Linked DNA regions of Mus musculus: all the other regions are linked to region 3. The links are chromatin contacts, called in public HiChIP or PLAC-seq and Micro-C maps. All regions are on one chromosome and are shown on one strand. Each heading gives the region's core, a stretch centred on a gene start, on an enhancer-like site or on the middle of the called end of the contact. The rest is flanking DNA. Distances are from core to core; before and after follow the strand shown.

What was found. Hi-C and Micro-C count contacts between places; a contact is called where the count stands out from the background. HiChIP or PLAC-seq counts read pairs in DNA pulled down with a chosen protein or histone mark.
Region 1: a Micro-C map of embryonic stem cells shows a contact between it and region 3, with 2.9 times the contacts expected there. The contact joins the promoter of Tppp3 here to the promoter of Esrp2 in region 3. A contact is called at or near these places in 2 of 39 promoter capture datasets (fetal liver and neural stem cells), 2 of 484 Hi-C or Micro-C datasets (both in embryonic stem cells), 1 of 115 datasets of contacts at active chromatin or transcription factors (pancreatic cancer cells) and 1 of 9 other capture datasets (pancreatic islet).
Region 2: an H3K4me3 HiChIP or PLAC-seq map of embryonic stem cells shows a contact between it and region 3, with 11 read pairs. The contact joins the promoter of Ripor1 here to the promoter of Esrp2 in region 3. A contact is called at or near these places in 5 of 39 promoter capture datasets (the C10 cell line, cranial neural crest, fetal liver and 2 more), 1 of 15 datasets of contacts at CTCF or cohesin (large pre-B cells), 2 of 484 Hi-C or Micro-C datasets (both in embryonic stem cells), 9 of 115 datasets of contacts at active chromatin or transcription factors (bone marrow-derived macrophages, double positive thymocytes, embryonic stem cells and 3 more) and 1 of 9 other capture datasets (liver).

What each region holds. Positions count from the first base shown.
Region 1 is chr8:105,469,686-105,472,920 of GRCm38.p6, forward strand. Tppp3 (tubulin polymerization-promoting protein family member 3) reads right to left here and starts at 1,737. Exons shown (of 4, transcript NM_026481.3): 1 at 1,595-1,737. Zdhhc1 (zinc finger, DHHC domain containing 1) reads right to left here. Exons shown (of 14, transcript NM_175160.5): 14 at 2,738-3,196. The coding sequence ends at 2,916.
Region 2 is chr8:105,603,447-105,606,586 of GRCm38.p6, forward strand. Ripor1 (RHO family interacting cell polarization regulator 1) reads left to right here and starts at 1,783. Exons shown (of 22, transcript NM_001081241.2): 1 at 1,783-1,904.
Region 3 is chr8:106,135,218-106,138,295 of GRCm38.p6, forward strand. It overlaps Esrp2 (epithelial splicing regulatory protein 2), which reads right to left and starts at 1,757. Exons shown (of 15, transcript NM_176838.2): 1 at 1,353-1,757; 2 at 1,140-1,268. The coding sequence starts at 1,550. It overlaps 1810019D21Rik (RIKEN cDNA 1810019D21 gene), which reads left to right and starts at 183. Exons shown (of 4, transcript NR_040346.1): 1 at 183-404; 2 at 1,950-2,133; 3 at 2,252-2,327; 4 at 2,611-3,078.

The DNA.
Region 1 (3,235 bases), core at 487-2,986, 670 kb before region 3:
AGTCTGTGGAGCTTAAGAGTGGGAAACGAAGAAACCTGGGTAGAGACTTGGACAGTAGCCCCTAAATTCTTCCATGGGGCCATGATCTTGGTGCCTCAATCCTTCACTGAGGCACAATCCCGTTGTCTACACTTCAGCCCTCCACTAAGGTCTTCTTTTCACTGAGCGTGACCACGCCTGTCCACGTTCCCATAGCTCAGATGCACTGAGCCCTGGCCCTCCACACCCTCTGCCTCGTACCCACTAACCATACCCACAGCCTTGCACCGAGGCTTCCTCCACCCACACCCAAAGCCTTGAATTTGACCCTTTTTCCTTTTCCATCCCCACACAGACATTAAGACCCCTGCAATGAAACTCCTCCCCAGCATGCCCACAGCCCTGCAGTCAAGTGCATGTCCTACTACAGACCCCTGACCACACCCTCCTCAGAGCTCCATTGCAGATCTCTGACCACACCCTCAGCCCCACCCTGAAAGTCCCTCTCCAAATCAAACCCTGTGTACACTGCATCCATTTTGCATCCTTTTAACTCACATCCTGAAGACCCCAACCACAGTCACTAGCTGGACTCTGCACCCTTACAAAGGCCCCCTGGCCATACCCTTGGAGCATTCCCGTTCATCCATATAGCTACAGCTTCTGACACAGCCCTGCCTTGAAATCTCCCAGTCTATGCAGTAACACTTCCATACTTCCATGCAAAGCATTGAACACCCACCACCACACACGCGCAGAGTTCCCTGACCACACCCTCAGCACTCTCTCTTTACTCATATGCTAAAGCTATTGACACAGACCTGACCTAAAGCCCCTCAGAGTCTAACCAGCACTGGCATCGCCAGGCATCATGTTAAGACATACCACCATCACCACACCCACTGCAGCCTCCTGTTCTCAGCCACCATCTTTACCTTGCCTCTTAGGGGAAAAAAAAAAAAGTGTCCAATGACCACAACCTGGCCCCCGAACAACTTCCTCTTCTTCCATTACTAGTTGGTCCACACTGAAAGGCCTTTTCTGGTGACCACACCTACTCATCCATAAGTTGCAATTTTTAAGACTCAGAAACCCAGAGATTGCACTCTGCAGGGACCTCTGTGGGTCTGTAAATGGGGTCCGCCACACCCTTTGCCTCTCCCAAAGATGTCAACCCGCCCGGGGACCCAAAGCCCTGTACTTGAACACCACAGGTAAATGTGTCCAGGGGAGTTTGGGGTGCTACATGATGCTCTTCTCAAGGAAATGGGAGGATCCTGAGGCTACTGCTCACTCCTGTCTATGGGAAGATGAATTTGGGGGCTGTTGATGTGGAACAGAATCACAGCAGCTGCTCTGGGGTCCTCAGACCCTGGGCACAGTGTTCATGCCTCTGAACTGAATCCGCTCGTCAGCTCCTGCTGGGACAGCTGCAGTCATCAATCAGCCTGGCAAGAAGGTGGGGGCAGGAGTGTGTGTGGAACCCTTGGGGCCAGGGCCGGGGTGTTCAGCTGATAGGCTCAGCTCAGTACCATCTGAGGTTGGTTCAGGCTGCTCCCACCCACCCCTCCTTTTGGGGGATACGAATTAGGGTGGTCGATGTTCAGTCTCCTACCGGCTTCTACCGCTTGGCTGCTCCTGAGCGTGCCTTCGGACAGGACCCAGGAACTGATGCTGGAGACCAGGAGGCTCCACAGCTCCGCTCCCTGCCGGCTCCCGGGCGGGACTGCAGCCCGGGCGGCTCCGTAGTATTATCCCCTGTTTCTCGGTCACCATAGAGACAGTGAGTCCCACCCCCTAGGCTGTCTCGGCGGGAGAGTGACCAAGGTCACGCTAGCTCCTCCCACCAGACCCCGCCCTATGTGCTCTGTGGGCGCTGGGCCCGCAGAATTGCAGCGACAGCCTTATCCTGCTCCTCCCCTTCAACCGCGGTCCTCAAGCGGTCAGAGCTGCCCTCTGCAGTCCTGGATGTCCTAAGATAGGAACTCCCATGGCCAATGGGAAAACAGCCCCCCCCCAAATTCCATTGTCCCCAACCCTCAAGGGACTGCTGAAAGAATCCACCTGAGATTGTCTAGGAGCTGAACTGAAGAAGGGGATCCCGCCCCTCATTGACAAGGATCTACAGCTGGCTCCAAGACCACAGCTGCCGCTAACCCTGTGGCATTCACTCATTCCTAGGTTCTCAGCAGGCCACATTCTGAAGCACTAGAAGACTGAGACAATCAGTGGATCACGCATTCTTACCCACCCCACCCCCCCAAATGCTGGGTACTTTTGTGGCAGCAATTCCTAAATTTCGGAGAATGGCTGCCTCCTCCCATTCTCGTCTCCCCGCCTCACAGCTTCTTGTTCCAATGCGCCTCCCTAGCCTGCTTCCTCTTCAGTTTCCAACTGCAAATACTAAATAAAAAACTAAATAAAAATACTAAATATTAATTGATTAATTAATTAATTAATAAACCTTGCTGGGTGGGTGTGGTAGCACAAGCCTGCAATCTGGGGATTCGGGAGACTGAAGCAGTAGATTCAAATTTTCGAGGCTACCCTGGGAAATGGGAGAAGGGACAGAGGAGAGTGGTAGTTCTTGAACAAGACCCCATGTTTTTGATTCCCAACACTTAAAAGAAAAACCCTGTCCAGAGACCTTTCCTAACCCGCCCCTCTTTCTCTGCCCCAAGCTAGCAATGGTGGTCCTGCTTCTGTGAGATCCATGGATTTTTCCACTATGAAAATAAGCATTAAGTCCGCAAAAGCATTAAAAAAAAAAAAAAGTTTATTGGGGCATCAGGGCTGGTGGAGCGGATATTGCTGAGTCTTGGGTAAGGAAGGCCGATCCTGTCGACCTTGAGGTCCCTAAAGTGCACTCGTTACGCGAATGTGGGGTGTTGCATAGAGTCAAGGCCCTCCTGCCTCTAGTCCTTAGCCTTAGTGGGCTAAGGCAGGCCGTCGCCGCCTCCAGGTGTTCCGGGCTCGCCACTGCTCGGGCTCACAAAAACAGCAGGCGAACGTGCCTGTAGAGCCAGCCCAGACTCTCGACCCCTGGCTCCTGGGGCACCCAGTGCGGCACTGCCCAGGCGCGTCTGGGCCACTGGAATCTCTTCCATGGACTCAGCTGATGCCGAGTAGTAGGCGCCTGCAGAGCCACCAGCATGCACTGGGCTGGCACTGGTGGAATCAGATGAAGAGCTGGAGCGGCGGCTAGGAGTCCCAGTCTCTGCGCACAGAGGGGGACTTAGATTGAGATAAGGGCTGC
Region 2 (3,140 bases), core at 533-3,032, 530 kb before region 3:
GTTCACTCTTTCATTCAACAAATTGTCCTTCAAAACTCCCACTAGGAGCCAGGACAGTGTTGATCTCTGCACTAAAATGCTTAGATACCACAGTCAGATTCCTTAACTCACGCACAGGGCCCCTCCCTACATGCAGGTGGCTTGCTTGCTACCTGGTCCTGATTCAAGGTCTGAGAGGAGTTGGTCAGAAACTTGACCGAGAAAAAAAGAGAAGAGGTCATCTGCCGAAAAAGTACTTGAAGAATCTTTTGCTGAAGGGGGAAGCTTTAGAGCTAGCCAGAGGTCCAGGGACGACAAGTTTTGAGAGTTCTGGGGAGGGGGGTCTGGAGAGATGGCTCCGCAGTTCAAAACATTGGCTGTTTTTTCCAGAGAACCTGGATTCAATTCCCAGCACCCACAGGCCAATCACTCACAATTGTAATTCCAGTACCAGGGGATCTGACATCCTCACACAGATATACATGCAGGCAAAACACCAATGCACATAAAATAAAACTAAATAAATTAAATAAAAAATAAAAAAAAAGAGCCCGGCAGTGGTGGCGCATGCCTTTAATCCCAGCACTTGGGAGGCAGAGGCAGGTAGATCTCTGGGTGATCTCTGGGTGTTTGAGGCCAGCCTGCTCTACAGAGAGAGTTCCAGAACAGCCAGGGCTACATAGTGTTAGACCCTGTGTTTAAAAGAAAAAAAAATCCTGGGAAAGGGATGGGGGCATTCACAAGGGCATCCAGGGCTCTGGAACAAGCAAGTGTTCTGGGGGAAAAGCCTGGAGGGTTGAGAAAGAGGCTGAGGGTGTCTCTGGAAAGAGCCTAGGGGGATGAAGATGTTGGTATTCCAGAATCCTACCATATCGGGTTGTTGAGACCTACGCTCAGGATCAGTGTCAGGCTCAGAAATTCAGGCACCTCTTAAAATCCATCAGACCACCCCTGAGTATGCCTGACCTACCTCAAAAGATGAGATGTTGCAGGAAACAGGAACGCCAAGAGGTGGAGGATAGGGACAGGGGGTTGGAGAGAGCTAATAGCATCTGGTTAATAATGGGAGGGGTAGGGGATTGGAGTCAGCTTGTTGGTCAGGCCAGCTCTCTGTTACACCATAACTCATTTTTGCCTTTGACCCCCATGGCCAATGTATGTTCCCAGTACGCATACCCAGACCTTACCAGGTTAGTCACTTATATCCCAGAAACAAAATCTGTAACTCCCCAGAAAGCAGTACCCGCTGAGTGGTTACACGCTTGCCTGGCCTAGCTATGAGCCCTATTTATAAGGAAGACGTTGTCGAAAAGGCTCTCTGATCCTACAGCGGGAAACTGAGGCTGGCTGAAAAAGTGGGAAGGGATGAGGGGCAGAACTTCAACCCAGAAGGTGTGCGACGGTTAGGCCAGATTCTGGTTCCCTTATCTAAGCCTCTCCAGACCCTAAGCACTTCCTCCAACCACCCCAACTTTCCGTGTCAGCTCCAAGAACCTGTTTATGGTGACAGGAAGGGAGCCTGAGGTCTTTAGAGCTGCAGAGATCTGGGTAAGAGGCAAGTAGGAGGGGTTCCCTAGCGCCCCCTACCCCAGATTTAAGGTCTGCATGCAGTTCCCAGGAAGCTGTCCGGTTCCCGCAGACACCTTCGCTCTCCCTTCGCTCTCCCTTTCCACAAGCTGGTTGACACGGTAGGCAGACCACTCTGCCGGGTAACTCGCGAAGGCGGAGCGAGCTGTGGGCGCCCCTTCGGGGTGCGGGAGCCGGAGGGGAGCGCAGGAGGTGGGGCCCAGAGGGGCGGGGCGGGGCGGCGGAGAGGAGGGAGGGGCAGGCGCCGGCCGCGGCGACAGCGGCAGCTGCAGCGCGAGCAGGCCGGGCAACGCCGAGAGTACCGACAGCGCGAGGTCCTTGCAGCCCAGCGCAGCCATGTGAGTGTCCGCGCCGTTTCCTAAGGCCGTGGCGGGGAGAAGGGGCGAGCTGTGGATCCCGTGCGTCCTGCACCCGCGCCGCCCATCGGCTCCCGGACTTGCGACCGGGTCCCGCCTCACCCCGTTCTCGCGACCCGGATCGCGCCGTGTCTTTTCTCCCCACCCCCACCCCCACCCCGGGCACGGAGAACGCAGCTTCGCCCCACAAAAGCCGCCGCCTCCGGCTCTGCCGCGCCCGCCGCCTCCTCCCTTCCCTTCCGCGCCCAGGCCGCCACGGCAGTGCCCCGGGGCTCCACTGTGGGCAGGCCCGAGGGCGAGCCTGAGACGCCTTTCTGGGCCTGGGATTGGCTTTATCCTGGAGCCTGCGGTGCGGCAGAGGCTGATCTGGGAATGGGAACGGGGCGACAGGGTGCAGGAGACCCCCTAGATGAGCTAGCTAGTGTTCCTGGCCCTGGTCGACCTAAGCTGCTTTGGGGCCAGGCCCGAGGTGACTGAAGACTGAATTTGCCCGAGGCCACACTCTCCACCCAAACCGAAGCTGAAGCTGGAGAAGGTCGTTTTGGCGGCGGTCGACAGACCCTGTCCCTGGAAATGGAAGCTGCTATGGGGACTCAGCAAACAGTCAGAACTAAGCATCCTGTAGAACTGGTTTGGGGAAGGGGTTGTTCAACCAGGGCTAGAGCCCCGGCTATGTCAGCTTTTAGGACCCTCTGTCCTCCTATCTTAAGTTAAGTCTGAGTGTGACCTCTCTTACCGGCCCTTCCAAATCATTTCTGATGTGCGTGCAGGCTGGTCTCGTGTGTAAAATCTAATACAATAATAACGGTGTCCTGGCCACCGTCTATGTGGCTGCGTGCGTCTTGGACCTGCACATTCGACTGACATGCAGCCTTCTGAGAAGGTGTATGACCATCTGGCAGATGTAAATACTGGGCCAGAGAGGTTAGCAGCATTTTCAAGGTCACACAGCTGGGTTGGGAAGAAGCAAGAATTCACTATCCACCTCTCTAGTATTGACAGTGGGGGTTGGGAGCACTACAGCCGGACAAGGACTGCCAAGGCTCCCTCGTCTACCTCCCACACAGTCCTGGGCCCTGTGGGCAGCAGAGCGAGATGAGCAGTCCCTGGGCCTGGGTTTGGGTGGGAGGGAGGGGAGCGCACAAGGCGTTTGGACTAGGATCTGCCTAGGTGGAAAACCAGGCGAGGAGGGCGAGAGTGAGTCAGAGCGTTCCCAAT
Region 3 (3,078 bases), core at 507-3,006:
CAAACACCTGGTGGAGTGAGGCAAGCAGGTGGGGAGGGGAGGAGCAAAGCAGGTTAAACCTGTCCTGGACCAGGCACCACCCTCAGACAGGTGGGGGAGGTTCACACCTGCCCGAGGGCCAAAAGGCCCATGGTCAATGGCAGCCCCGCCCCTTGGTCCGACCAACCCAGGAACAGAGCCACCAAGGACAGAGCTTCATACTTGGCCACTCGCAGCAGCCTGAGCTTTGACCCACACCCCATCGACCAACTGGCACAGAACTGTTTGCTCGTAGAGGGGGGTGGGTGGCACTCTGAAGGCTATCCAGCACGATCCGGCCCTTTCCCTTGGCAATTCTGTGACACTTTCCAATCTAAGGCCGACAGAGCAAGGCAACCAGATTTTTTTCTACAGCACCCTCCCAGGTGAGCAGTGGGCCTGGAGCCCTTCTGTAACCTGGCATCTGTAGGTCTTCTCATTAAGAACGAGAGTCAGAAGAGGAAAGGACTTAACACTCATTACAACTCAGTCATGGGGTGAGTGAGCAATGCAAACAGGGAAAACTCACTCCCACTTGGCCAGGGTGCGGGGTGGGTATGGGAGGGGGCATGCGCCTAGGCCTTTGCGCTCATTGGGCAGGTAGCCCCTAGATAATGTTCGGACAGCACCCACTCACCCACGCCTGGCCAGTCAGCTGGGACAGGCAGGCCTAAACCAGCCGGCCTCACCTAGAGGCGTCTGCCCCCGAGGCAGACACCGCCCGACGCCCTCGCTTCAGCGGTTCCCAGGAGAGCAGGCGGCAGAGACCAAGTGATCTACCGCTAAACCTGAGCCCACCTCGACCCTATTTCTGACGTGTCCTCTGCTAGCGGGGGGAGTGGGAGGGAGAGGAAGGGGCCTCGGGGGGATGGATCCCTTAGCCGCTATTGTCAACTTCCTCGGCAGGAGTGGATGTCTGTAAAGGTTGGAAGGTAAGGTGGCTCTGGGAATGGCCTAGCACGCTTCCACGCGGTAGTCGCTCAAAAGTTTCAAACAAGACCTTGTCCTACTGGCCGTGCCACTGGGTCGCGTCGCTCCAGGTCTCCCCTCCTCCCCTCCCCCTCGAAGTAGTGTCCCTGCCACTCCGCAGTTCCACCACCCACGCGGGCCCCCACGCTCACCTGTTGCAGCACTTTGTCCAGGGACTCCGCCCGCGCTAGGCTGTCTGCGCTGAGTCCACTCGCCTCGCGGCATTGTGGACTCAGGGCAGCCGCCTCGGCGCGAACTAGCGACTTGTGCAGCGTCCCCACCTAAAAGCACCGAGGGTAACCCCATGAGCCGCTGTGCCTCAACAGGCTCTGAAGCGTCCCGAGGTCCCCTCTTTCCCACCCTACCTGTCGGCTGCGCGGCTCCACCACTTGCCAAACTAGGAGGATTAAGTCGGTCTCGTCCGAGCCTAGGTCCGGCCCCAGCGCACCGGCAGTGGCCCCGAACAAAACCACCAGCGACTGAGGTTCGGGACAAGGGTCTGTGGCCGAGTCTACTGCGGGATCTGGGCCCGGGGGTGGGGGCGGCGGCGGCGGCGGAGTCATGGCCGCAGAGGAAGGGGGCGCTCGGCCACACACGCGGACCGACGAGGCGCACACACGTACCGACCGACAGCAGACAGACGAGCTTGGGCGGGATCCGGTGTGTTGGGGGCGGCACCTGCGGCCGGGTGTAGTGGGAGCTGCAGAGACCCGCCCGCGGTGCCCTTTGGGGCTGGGCGGTGCGGCTGCCTATCCCTGCCTACTCCGGCGAGTTACCTGCGGCCCGGAGAGGCCACGTGATCAGGACGGCCCAGGGAACCCCGCGGGAGGGCCAAAACCCTGCCCAGGAGGCAAGAGCTCACTTCTGCTGAGGCGTGCGCTCGCCGGCTGGAGTCCCACCTCTTGCTGCAGTCCGGCGAGACTCCTGGGACGAATCCATTCTTTCTCCTACTTCCTCTCTAGCAGGCACTCTGAGTCCTCCGCAAAAGAATGTGCAGGATCAGAGGCCTCTTTCCATTCTGCAAGGGTCACGCAAGACCCATGGAATTCAACAGGAGGCAATCTAGGGACTATAAAAGGTCGCGACGTCTGGCTTGAGGTTAATGGAAGTTACAAAGGGTCAAAAGCCGACAGTGAGCGCTACCAGGTATCCACTGGAAGTCGGTGAGAGAGATCCGTTGGGGAAAGGGAGGGAGGTAAAGATCAAGGGTTCTTAGAACTGTGGGCGGTCACTAGAGATCACAGAGAAGGACGTGCCCATACAGGTGTCGGGTCGGCGTAGTGCCGGCAGTGCAAGGCGCACGTTACTGTGGACCTGAAGGCTCAGGCCTTGGTGCCAAGGTAGGAAAATCGTGCTTAAACTTTAGAGAGCTGTATCCTAAATGAAGCCGTGTCTGCTGGTAGAGATCTGGAAGTTCAGCCTACCAACCCCACTTGGGGTTTGCCTGCTTGTTTTTGTCTCTCTTGGATGATGATAGAAGTGTTATCTGGCTATTGAAAGCACTCCAGCAGAGAGCGGCTAGAGTTGAGATGTGTAGAGTTGAGTCTGCATCCCCCAACCCAGTTCAGAAGAGTCCCATTCATCCCATGCAGTTTGGTGAAACTCCCTTACTGTTGTTTCCAGGCCGCCCTGTGGGCTCAGGATAGTTTCCCACCTACTCGACTGTAATTAGTACTCTGGCGAGAGTAAAAAGGTACTGGCGTGGGACTTAGAATACAGGATGCCACCGGCTGAAGAAGAACCTTGTGTGTTTGGAAAAGCGGGCTGCTTCCTATCGGTCTTGGATAAAAGGCAACCCAGAGCCCGGGTGCATCCCTAACTCATGCCCAAGGAAGGTCGTGCGGAGCCAGAGGACCTAGAATGTATAGTGCGCCTTCTGGGTTTGTCCACACAATAGCGCAGGAACACAGCGACCCAATATAGTGAGAAGTGGCCGCAGCGCACACCCTGAGACCCTTCACCAGGCGGCCCACCCGGAGCCTGCCTACTCAGCCCCGCTACCACGATAAGCCTGGAATGTCAAATATTTGTTCTAGGAACCCAGTGAAACCTTGAGGTAAAGCCCCTCCCCTCCTCCCTCCCATTCCGGAG